2 separate regions of the Danio rerio genome follow, and region 2 is linked to region 1. The links are chromatin contacts, called in public HiCAR-type maps. All regions are on one chromosome and are shown on one strand. Each heading gives the region's core, a stretch centred on a gene start, on an enhancer-like site or on the middle of the called end of the contact. The rest is flanking DNA. Distances are from core to core; before and after follow the strand shown. Region 1 has its middle 16 kb from the start of bloc1s2. Region 2 overlaps plpp3 (phospholipid phosphatase 3).

Region 1 (5,958 bases), core at 901-3,400:
TGAGGAAAACAAAAACCTTGGATTAAAAGCTGTCACTGTCATCTTCAGTGACTTTATGAACTGCTTTAAAACATGTGCATTTGACAATTAAATTGTTTCTTAAAATTCATTTTGTTGGTATTTGTTCCTTTTAAAAACAGAAAGATTTGAACATATCCAGGACAAATTGTTCGAATAAATTTTAGACAGATTTCCAAGCAAAGAATTTGAAATGTTTCCCTATCCTGGTATAAATCTATTGACCCTGTCATTTCATAGGTAACTACATTATTATAGGCAATTTACAGCTTGTTGCTAAATAAAACCAGATTAAAGCAATTGCTTAAAATTTTATATGTACAAACACGTTAAGAATAATTGCAATGTTCTATTGAAATTTTATAGAAGCATAAGATTGATTAAAAAAAGCAAATACATTTACAACTTTTATAATGTTATATAAACTGTAGAAGCATGCTTAGAACCTAGAATTCCATGATGACATCATTAATAGAAGATGGCTGACAAAGATGTATGACTACAATGTTTTATATTTTATTGACTAAATTTTAGAAAAAAATGTACTATTTTAATCTAGTTTTTCAACAGCAATGAATTGCCTTATATCGTAATAAACAGACATTTAACAAATATATCCACATAAATAGCTATTTAGGGCTTTTACACAAAATTAGAATATTTGCTTGATGTAAATGAATCAGTTTTAACTGAAACTGTTGTATTCCTCTTCAGATGTCAGATATACTAAAACTGAGATGTTCTACATGAAGTATGATGAGGATGATGTTATAATAAATTGTTACAAATTGCAATGAATGTTTTTTCATAATTTACCCATATTGCTAAAAGTTTTCCTCATACAGTTGGATTCAGAACGATTAGTTCCCTTTTGAATTTTTTATTTTTATTTGTGTGTTTTATAGTTATTTCCTAAATAATGTTTAACAGAGCAAGGACATTTCCACAGTTTGTTTAATAATATTTTTTTCTTCTGGAGAAAGATTTGTTTGTTTTATATTGGCTAGAATAAAAACAGTTTGAAATTTGAATAAAATAAATAAAAGGACAAAATTATTAGCCCCTTTAAGCTATATATATTTTTTCGATAGTCTACAGAACAAACCATCGTTGCCTAATTACCCTCACCTGCCTAGTTAAGCCTTTAAACGTCACTTTAAGCTGTATAGAAGTGTCTTGAAAAAGATCTAGTATATATATATATATATATATATATATATATATATATATATATATATATATATATATATATATATATATATATATATATATATATATATATAATGTGTATTAGCCCTTCTGTGGATTTATTTTTTTTCTGTGGAATGATGTTCAACATTGCAAGGAAATTTCACTGTATTTCCATTATGTTTTCTTCTGAAGGATATCTTATCTGTTGTTGTTTTTTTTATTTAGAATAAAAATAAGTTTTTAATAATAGTAATCATAAACATTTTATGTCAATATTTTTAGCATCTTTTAGCAATAATTATTTTTCAGTTGGCTACAGAATAAGCCATTGTTATACAATGACTTGCCTAGTTACCCTAACTTGCCTAGTTAACCTAATTAACCCGGTAAAGTCTTTAAATTGCACCTTAAGCTGGATATTAATATCTTGCAAAATACATATAGTAAATATTATTTACTGCCATCATTTATTTCAAAAATGAAATAAATCAGTTATTAGAAATTAGTGATTAAACTATCATGTTCAGAAATGTGAAAATTATTATCTATTCTATTTTTTGGAATGGAATTAATTGTCTCATAAAATAATGAACAGACTTTTAGCAATTTTTTGGATCCACATCACATTATAGTGGAAAAATATATTTAAAAATCTCGATAATAGTTTCCATTATTCCATTATAGTATTTTATATGAAAAAGTGCTTAATGATCTTACCTTCTGCTGTTTATTTATTTATTCATTTATTTATTTATTTATTTTATTTATTTTTTTGCTCTCTTGACCGTGCTTGCAACTACAACCTCTCTATGAGCAGCTCTACCTCTGGGCTCAGTGGGTCTCCTGGTGCAGCTCCACCTCTGGATTCAGTGGGTCTCCTGGTGCAGCTCCACTTCTGGGTTGAGTGGGTCTCCTGGGTCAGCTCCACCACTAGGCTCACTGGGCCTCCTGGTGCAGCTCCACCTCTGGGATCAGTGGGTCTCCTGGTGCAGCTCCACCTCTGGGCTCAGTGTAGTACATCTACTAGCAGTGATTACAGAATTGGATACCAAATATCTGTTGCACAATGACATCATTTATAGAAAATAACATGTTATCAAAAAACTTGCATAAAAATTCCATATTTCCAAGATTCCACAAGTACAAATACCTTTATTGTTTTTAGTTTTATGATAATTTTTACTTAATGAAAATCTATTTTAACAACATAAGATTTAACAAAAACAACCAACAAATGATGCTGTATTAGTATGATATTTATCGACACCTCTATAGATATATTAAACAAATTAACCCATAATAACAATTAAAAACTCTCATTGGGGTTTTGTCTATTGTGAGAGAGGAGAGGGAGAAAGCATTCCTTACTGGCTGAATAACTGACTAAACAACTTAACATTGCTGCCAAACTAGTTCATAAAAAAGATTTGTGTTTAGATTTTTTTATTTGTATTAATACAAACATATACTTTTTAACTATACAAATGAGAGGCTTCAAACTTTTACACATCCACCAGAGGGCAGACTAAGCCCACACATAGTCAGCCTCAACCTTTCACCTGAATTTGACTGTAAGCCACACTGATAGATTTATAACCATGTATGGCGAGGTGCTCATCTACTCTGATAGTGGCAGATGTATCCAATGTTCAAGCTCTAATGTCAAGATACCAAAATAATCAGCATGAGGTCGTGTCATGCACTTTATAGACATGTGTAACACTCCATAACCATTGCTGCGTTCATTTTTTATTCATTTGATAACTAGCAAAGGTTTTGCTGTAGACTGCTTATGGATACACGATACAACATCACACCAGTCCTTTGATAAATGTAAAACTTTTTAAAGGCGAACCCAGATTTCCCCCACTTTTTATGTTTGATTTTAACCACAAACACATTCACAGCAGGCTGCATATACACTTGCCTGTTTACACCTCACCCTGTTATTTTAACCTAGAAAGATATTATCCCTCCACTGGTAGATTTACTCTTTTTAACTTAAACATATCTGACACATAAACACAGACACCGAGCCAATAATCAAGACTGTCTTTTCTCACTGATATCAGGTTTTTGTTATCTTTGAAAGAAACGGTAAGCTGTCCTTCACTCACTGTTACACATCACACAGAATAGAAGTACTTTTATTTATTATCTTCTTGCCTGGTGCTGATGTTTCTATGGCCACATGATTTGTTTTTCCACAAGCAGGCACTGCTTTGCTTTAAAAGAGCTTTACATTTTAATTTAGAGTCAAAAGAGGTTTGTATTACTTTAAGCTAAACTCTTTGTAACATTATTTGAAAGGAGAACTATTCATTGTGAATGAGAGAAAACTCAAAAATTGTGTTGCTTCAACTCATTTTAGTTTGAACAAATAGCAAACATGTTTTTTTTTCCCTTTTTTCTCACAGTTTTTAACACACCCCAGCAGACACACAACATTTAGGATGTTAATATTAGGTTAGATTTAGGTCACAATGTTATTCAAACCTCCAAAAACAACATGATGTTGATATTTAGTTGATTTTAGGTTGTGTTAGAAAGTGACCAAAATCCAATGTGGAGCCAACATCTTAAACCAGCGTCATATTAACGTCAAATACTGACATTTATTCGTCAGGTTTGGCATCCAAAATCCAACATCTGATAGACCTCATATTGATAACGTCCACACAATGTCAAGCTGTAACATTAATATTTTGTTGTTTTTAGGTTGTGAAAATAACCAAAATGCAGTACATATTCAACGTTGGACTTTGATTTCAGCCTGATGTTGGGTTCTGACGTCAACCCAATTTTTATTTCCAAACAAAATGCAACGTCCCATGATGTTGGGGTACAATGTCAATCTGACGTCATGTTGACATCCTGTGCCTGCTGGGACGTCACTCTTTTTGTTTAATTTGTAGATAACAGACGAACAAAAAATACATTAAAATGAAGATACAAATTACATCAAACGAAATTCGTTAAAAGGAGTTTTTTTTTCAACAAAATATGAAGTGAAAAACATTATTTTCTATTTTTCTGATCTATTGTATTTTATTTCAGTCGTATAAAGTAAGAATCCAAAGTAATTACAAATTTCGCTCAATCAGTTTGATTGATTTGACTGTCGTGGTCATTGTACATTATATGCACAGAAACAGAAATGAACTGATTCAGATGTGTGTTTGGAGTGTCAGAAAACATGAAATACCATAAAAGAAACAAATTCGACACAGTTCTGCAGCCTTAATGCAGTTAAGATTACAATAAAATAAAGTAGTCTTGATTATTTGCTGGTACAAATGTGTGAGAATTTTTGTGAATTTTCCACATGCTATACTATGAACTATTATAGAACCGTTAATGATGATATACCATTTACAAACTACAAAAACACTGCCAGTATTTTGGAGCCATATAAATATATTATACACACACACACACACACACACACACACACACACACACACACACACACACACACATATACATATATATATATATATATATATATATATATATATATATATATATATATATATATACATACATATATACATACATACATACAGTTGAAGTCACAATTATTAGCCCCCCTTTGATTTATTTATTTTTTTTCCAAAAGATGTTTAACAGAACAATTTTCACAGTACGTCTGATAAAATTGTTTTTTTTTTCTAGAGAAAGTAGTATTTGTTTTGTTCTGGCTAGAATAAAAGCAGTTTTTATTTTTTTAAACACCATTTTTACGTGTAACCCCCCCTGATAGCCTACAGAACAAACCATCATACAATAACTTGCCTAATTACCCTAACCTGCCCAGTTAACCTAATCATTCTGAGCTCAACTGTAAATATATATTCAGACTTTCTGACATGGATTCATGCACCCAAAGAACGAATTGTAGAAGTTTGGAACGTATAGTAAGTAGAGTGAGTTTTTATTTCACCCTAGAAATTAATTGGCCACACTTTCAGTTCACTTCTGCAGAATTTAGTCTGCAGTTACTCATCTATACCTTAGAGATCAGATTACTGGAAGTGTGTGACAGAGGGGTCTGTGGAAATGTTTGTGTCTAAGTATAATCGCCTTAGAGACATCTAATGCTATATGCTGCGAGTTTGTTATGTTTACTGTAATTAGATCCGGGAATGTTGCTTAGAACTCTCACTTGAAAGTGAAGGAAAAGTAACTGGACACAATGACTCATTAGTCAACACTTCCTCAAATGTACAGGCCCTTCAGCCGCTATTAGTAGACTTCAGTGATGATAGATGGTCATTGGTTAGTTCCTTAACCCACAATGTCTCCAGTCCTGTTTCTCCAGTCCTTATGTAAAACATGCTTAATTTCTAAAACAGCACTTAGTTCACAAACATCTGGCAAATATCTACAATTGCGGTCATGTTTTGAGTTGTTGTGTTTGCTGGCTGGACTGGGCGCTACACCCTCTTAAATAGTTTTAACATTGCAGGGCAAATCGCGGGCAGAGCAGCAGAGGTCAGGGATACAGCCATTTGTATGGATGTGGATTTTGGGCTTAATCACATTTTTTGACAAGGCTAATTATGAGCTGCTGTTCCAGTGGGTAATTAGTGTTGAGTGGTGCTAATGTTCTAGATGCCTTCGGGGCTTTTAAGTCTGCAAACCTGCTTCGCTTCACCACGCACTTTGAATTACTGCCAACTCTGGGTTTCGGATATTTTATAGGGCCAATGCTTTAAGAAACACATATTATATCTAGGGATGTCGATG
Region 2 (5,924 bases), core at 1,151-3,650, 400 kb after region 1:
CTTCTGTCATCCAACATTCTGAAGGACAATTGGCTTGTTTTTTTCTGTTAGCTTTGTGTCTGTTTGGCCTTTCGAATTGGGCTCTCGGATTGTGAGGTCATTTGTAATAAGAGTCAATAGGATTGTCTCTGTCCTGTGCCTACATTCTACTGTCAGATGAGAAAGAGAGGAGGCGTCCTCCTCTGTCACAGGTGGCTATTCTGGTTTTCTTCAGGGGAATCAGGGAGGGGTGGAGTTTAGGATAGGGAGATTGGGAATGCAGCCTCCCGGTCCTCCATCCTACACCATGTTGTGATGGTTGTTCCTCTCGATGATGTCAGAAGAAGGGAGCAGCTCTTTCTTGATTGGCGAGGGCGGCGGGGTGGCTGTCTTAGCTTTGGGTTTGAAGAGATCTGATACGTAAAAGACCTAGAAGAGGAGCATAAAAAAGAACAAAACACCATTAGATTGTTCATTTGAGAGCCAACAAAGGGTGGAAATCAACTATGCTTACAACATTACTGGCTTTCAGCAACAATTATTTTTCAAAGGCACCTTTGGTTGAAGCCTTTAAAGCCCGAAAAAAGGCTTTAGCCTTTTTGGTTGGTTACTTTTTTGTGCACTACAGTGGATCTCAATTTGACTTTACTCAATTTCTAATTGTAATTCCAGACTAAATTTGCCACCTCATTTCAGATTGAGTTAAATGTATAAGTTTCACTAGAACTAACAAGATAATTCAATTTTGTTCTGAATAAGGCATGATCCTGGTTGCCAAGGTGTTCTAGATGGATAGATGGTTGCTTGGAAGATAAGAAGAAGGAAAAGATCATCAAAATCCTAACAGCTGCATTAAAACACACTAAAACTGTCTGTGCTGACATGCAACGCGATTGCAATTTGGCCTTCCAGAGTTTGAATTCCAGCTCATAGACCTTTCCCGATGCCATGCCCATATCTCCCTCTCTCTCTATCTCCTACTCCATTTCCTGTTTAACTACTGTCCTAATAGAGGCAAAACCCAGTCCTGAAACTGGAACTGCCATAATTTCAAACAAAGTCTGTCTTAAACTCATGTTTCTGTCCGAAATTCAAAACATACTGCAAGTGCAAACGTTCTGGAACAATTCACTCAAACTGGTAAACACAATAAAATATGTGTATGGCACATCTGCCTACATTTGTCTCTGAAAATCTGGGAGACCAGGAAAAGAGGTTTTGGTTCAGGGGTGAGGTGTCTGAAAAACACTGTTGAAAACTGGTTAGTAACTGTACTATGGACCAGGTTTAAGGCGGCCTCTGCGATCAGATACTATGCCAGATAGTAGGCGACCCGGGGGTGTTACAGACTGTACTCAAAAGCTAAGGACCGTGAGGGGGAGGTAATGTGGGGATGAAATTATTGGAGTTTTCTGGGAAAAATAACAAAACGGGAGGATGGTGGGAGATGGGTCTGAAATACGGGAGACTACCGAGAAAAACGGGAGTTTTGGCAGGTATGAGGTGCGGTTCTAAGGCTCTGCTTTCTTTTATGTCGAAATCTTTTCAAGTTCTTTTTACAGATTTTTTATAGGACAAATTGAAGCAACTTTTTTCAATTTTCTGTACAAAGCACTGAATAAATAAGTGTGATGAACTGAAGAGCTTGTGCAAAAATATCCACATCGCTATAATCAGATACAACTTAAATGGCAGTGCTGAGAAAACGGTAGTCAAGAAAGCATTTTGTTATCAACAGGAGGATGTGCGAACTTAACATTGCTATGAGCAGTGCGGCTGTTGTTGGGATGTTTTCTAACCATATACTATATTTTTAGAACTTTATCTTTACCTAAAGGAAAAAAAGAACAAGAACTTCTTAGCTTTCCTTATTATGCCAATTTAGACACAGATGACTAATAAATCCTTTGAAATATCCAATTATATAAAGGCTGGCAATCCATCATCCATGACATCCGGATGTGTATGAGGTCACACATCTGATAAGAATGACAAACGAACACCACATGCCTTAAAAACACTGACTCAGTAGGGAAGATAAAGAGCAACCTCCTCGGTTCCTTTGTTCAATCCTTGACTCTGAGGAAGGAGTGTGTTCAGTACGCTCTCATTTGCCGTGGGAAGAACTTTGTTGTGAAAGAAAAGATGCCCGACAGCCCTCCTTTACATCCTGGTGACATCACAGGAAACTAGGGAGGGTACTGAGGAAGTGTGCCCTTGGCATTAAACTAGGCTTGCACCCAAAAGATTTACAAAGAGCCGAAAATACGCAAGTCTGAGTCACATGGCCTTCATGCCAAAGACAGAATGCTTTCTTGGTAATGTTGGCCTGAGGGATATTTCACCGTCTATGCTACTGAAGCATGCAGAACAGCTGACGGTGGAATCAGCGATTCCAGAAACCCTGCCAACACATAAACACACGCTATTTATGAGGGTGTGAAGAGTATGGGGCCAGTGTGTGACAGGGAAAGAGGTCAGTGTTTAGGGTTGCTAACAGCTAAATTGTCCTGACACGCTTCAGGAGCTGCTGTCAACCCCTGAGCGGCAAACTGCCCTTGGGTGATGCCAAGGGGGGAGAATGAGCACAGGCTTGCACACAAAATAAAAAAAGGGATTTCCTATTTGGTTGTGTGGGTGACAGGCCTGAGTAATAGAGCAGATTTGTGAAAAGAGATAGAAAGTGAACACAGAGGCCATCGAAGTTCTGGAATCATCTTTCCAGCAGCTGTTTCTTGCATATCCTCTCAGTGGAAGGCGTTATGCACGCATACAAAGAGAGCTTTATCCAAAGGTTACAGCGGATGAATTCATCCTATAGGGCCTCCTGTAAGCGTCTTCTTTCCATGTGAGTGAACGTATGCCAGAAAGATCATGACATTTCCAGAGTGACCTTTAGATTGCGCTGCCATGACATCAGGAAACTGGATCTAGATCCTCGGCTTCTTTGCAGATACAAAGAAATTCTTTTCAGAAGCAATGATGTCAGACGTGGGCTTTTTGGTCAACGATCGAACCAAGTAGCCATTGAAAACACATCTGAACAATATGCTGTTTAATTATGGTAATAAGTCCACTGATTTGATACATTATGTTATAACGAATGCATAATTGTACATATAATGCTAGATATATTTTGTATTGATTTAACAGTATTTAACTTGATGGTAAATCCTTAAAAATGAAAGTTAAATTTAACTTTGTGACAAACATATAATTATATTATTAACGTCTTGTAGAATGTACCCTGAATTAATAATGATAATAATAATAATAATAATAATAATAATAATAAGAAGAAGAAGAAGAAGAAGAAGAAAAAGAAGAAGAAGAAGTATAACAACTATGGTTGATGTCTATCGATGAGCGATAGACATCACAATGCTGAGCTGGTATCGCAATCATCCGCCCCGCTCCTGTTGCAAATCTGCTCGTAAGAAATACACACTTAAGGCTTGTACACATCGGGACACTTTTAGTTTGCGTTTATCATCAGCATTTTTTTAGACGTTTTTCCGAGTTTAAACTCAAGCGATTTCCACTGCCGTCGAGCAGAAGAGTATGCAACTATTTGTCGCCTATGACGATGATGCCATCATCCATCGTGATGTTCCACATTAGACGTTGTATGTACAATGCCAAATTGGTCGACATCGCCTAACCCTAATGACAACACATTGACAAAGGAATAATAAAGCCGTTGCTCTTCAATATTTTCATTTTAACTGGAATAAAATACAGCTTATTATTTATAAATAACATAACTAATATTTTCGGGCAATCCCCAAATATTTAAAACAATTGTGCGTTAGATTTTAGGAACGCAGACACAAGCCAGAGTTAAGTGTTAATTGTGTTCAAATCTGCAGGGTTTGTGCAATTATGTGTTATCACATAAGCCATCAGCTTCAAGCAAACAGTAAGCTTTACTGTCCAACATGACTCAGGAATCTTCTCCTACAATAGTCTGCTTGATGCAGTGTCACCTCTGACCTGCAATCATAGACGGCCAATGAACCTGTGTCATGGGGTGACAGCTTCCTGTGTCAGAGCCCTCTGTCTGAAAGTGTTCTTCCAAAGCAAACTCACTTCATTGTGTTTAAATGCTCAGTCAGCACCAGGAAGCTGTTTTGCGTGTTTGTCTAAGCCTGTGTGTGTAAGTTGACCTTACTGCAGTGTCATTAACAGCATGCAAAGGAGTTTAGTTAAGATGCTCCTTAGTAGTCTGTTACTGGAGGATTATACTTTGGTGCATATTCTTATTCCTACTATATTAGTTTAATAAATGTAAACGTTTTATAAAATTTAAAATACTGTACTAGTGTTTTGTATGGATTTTCTCAACAAAGGTACATTTACATAACTGGTAGTTCATTTGTGCTGGGTTAGATCCAACCTAAAGTTGATTTATACTTATGCGTCGAGTGCACCTGTAAGCTCTGGCGCAGCCTTCGTGCGGTTGCATAACCCTCACCATGGCTGATGCACATGTAACTACACGTCGCAACAATGTTTAGTGAAAGCTGTCTGGTTGGTCGGCTTGGTAGCAGTGACGAACAGAGGCAGTGCTAAGAGTGATTGTTTACAAGTCCCATGAACAAGCTCCAGATGGAGCCTTTTGTTTTGTGATTACCTTATGATTAAAGTTGTTGCATTTACGCATGTTCCCAGCTCTAAATGAATGAGGTTTAGCTACTTGTAGTGTTCAGAAAAAAAACTAAACACTATAGTTCATATATGTTTTGGTTGAAGTACAGACATTTAGCCATGAAAATACTACTCGTTAAGGCTGATTTATACTTCTGTGTCAAACGCACAGGTATGCTATGGCGCGGCCTACGCGTGGACGAATAGCCCTCGCCGTGGCTGTTAACGTCACTGACGCGACCTCCCAAAAAAATTTAACTACACGCCGCAACCATGCGTAGCGCAAGCTCTGTGATTGGTCGGCTTGGTAGTGCTGACGAGTGTGGGCGGGACAGAGAGCCTTCTCCAAATTCAACCAGAACAGGTCTGCCCTATAATGGAGTTCCTATAACAAGCCAGTGTGAAACAGTCTATGGACCTGGAAGAGTGCTTGGTAAAAGTTTATCAAAGTGAGAAAAAGTCTATTACAGGGGTGTCCAAACCCAGTCTTGGAGGACAGGTTGCTTGCTGAGTTTAGCTCCAACTTACTTCAACACACCTGCCAGGACGTTTTTAGTTGATCTAGTAAAATCTTGATTAGCTGGTTCAGGTGTGTCTGATTAGGGTTGGAGCTAAACTCTCCAGGACACCGGCGCTCCAGGATCAAGTTTGGACACCACTGGTCTATTACAAAACATTATCTTTAAACTGTAATGCGAAGCACGAGGGTATCAAGTTGCCTAATGAACTATTTTAGTCTCCCTGTCTTTATTATATTAATGTGGTTTGACATCATCTACATGGCACACTAACTTCCCCCCTTGAGCAGTTCCTCTCTCACACATACTTAATCAGACAGGAAATGAAACATAGAATTTGTCACCATCCAACCATTGTGCCAGATAGTCAAAATATCAACATAACACACACTTATTTTGGATATAGGGCTGGGAGGGCACACCAACTGAATCCAAATTTGTCTCCAATGAACCTTTCTGAGCCTCTGTCGCTTTTCACTGATGCCTTTATGGACTTGGGATTGAGATGAACTGTGAACAGGTTCATAGAAGACATGTCAGTCTGGGTGTGTGCACATGTGTGTGGTCTTCCACTGGATTGGGTGTGCCTAAACCCAAAAAGTGCCAAACACAGCACATGATTATGTGTGAGAGTGTGTTGCTTATGTTATGCATATGTCTTAAATTGTACTTTCAGGCACTGAGCCACATCTGCATAATAATTGTGGAGACTAAGTTGTGTTTTGGCTGCTTGCTCTCCTGCGTAACATTAGTAAAGTTTAATAACACTGTTAAAATTCC

What was found. HiCAR-type assays count read pairs that join an accessible place to other places.
Region 2: a HiCAR-type map of caudal fin shows a contact between it and region 1, with 5 times the contacts expected there. The contact joins two enhancer-like sites.

Annotation. Positions count from the first base shown.
Region 1 is chr20:7,754,996-7,760,953 of GRCz12tu, forward strand. No RefSeq gene overlaps it. Among named protein-coding and RNA genes, the nearest start is that of bloc1s2, 16 kb to the left of the region's middle. Within about 2 kb of position 2,151, at least 12 of the 62 cell types and tissues checked have an H3K27ac peak or open chromatin away from gene starts, as enhancers often do. A contact at or near this core is called in caudal fin, where this site is marked.
Region 2 is chr20:8,159,126-8,165,049 of GRCz12tu, forward strand. It overlaps plpp3 (phospholipid phosphatase 3), which reads right to left. Exons shown (of 6, transcript XM_003200678.7): 6 at 1-408. The coding sequence ends at 280. Among named protein-coding and RNA genes, the nearest start is that of plpp3, 53 kb to the right of the region's middle. Within about 2 kb of position 2,401, at least 10 of the 62 cell types and tissues checked have an H3K27ac peak or open chromatin away from gene starts, as enhancers often do. A contact at or near this core is called in caudal fin, where this site is marked.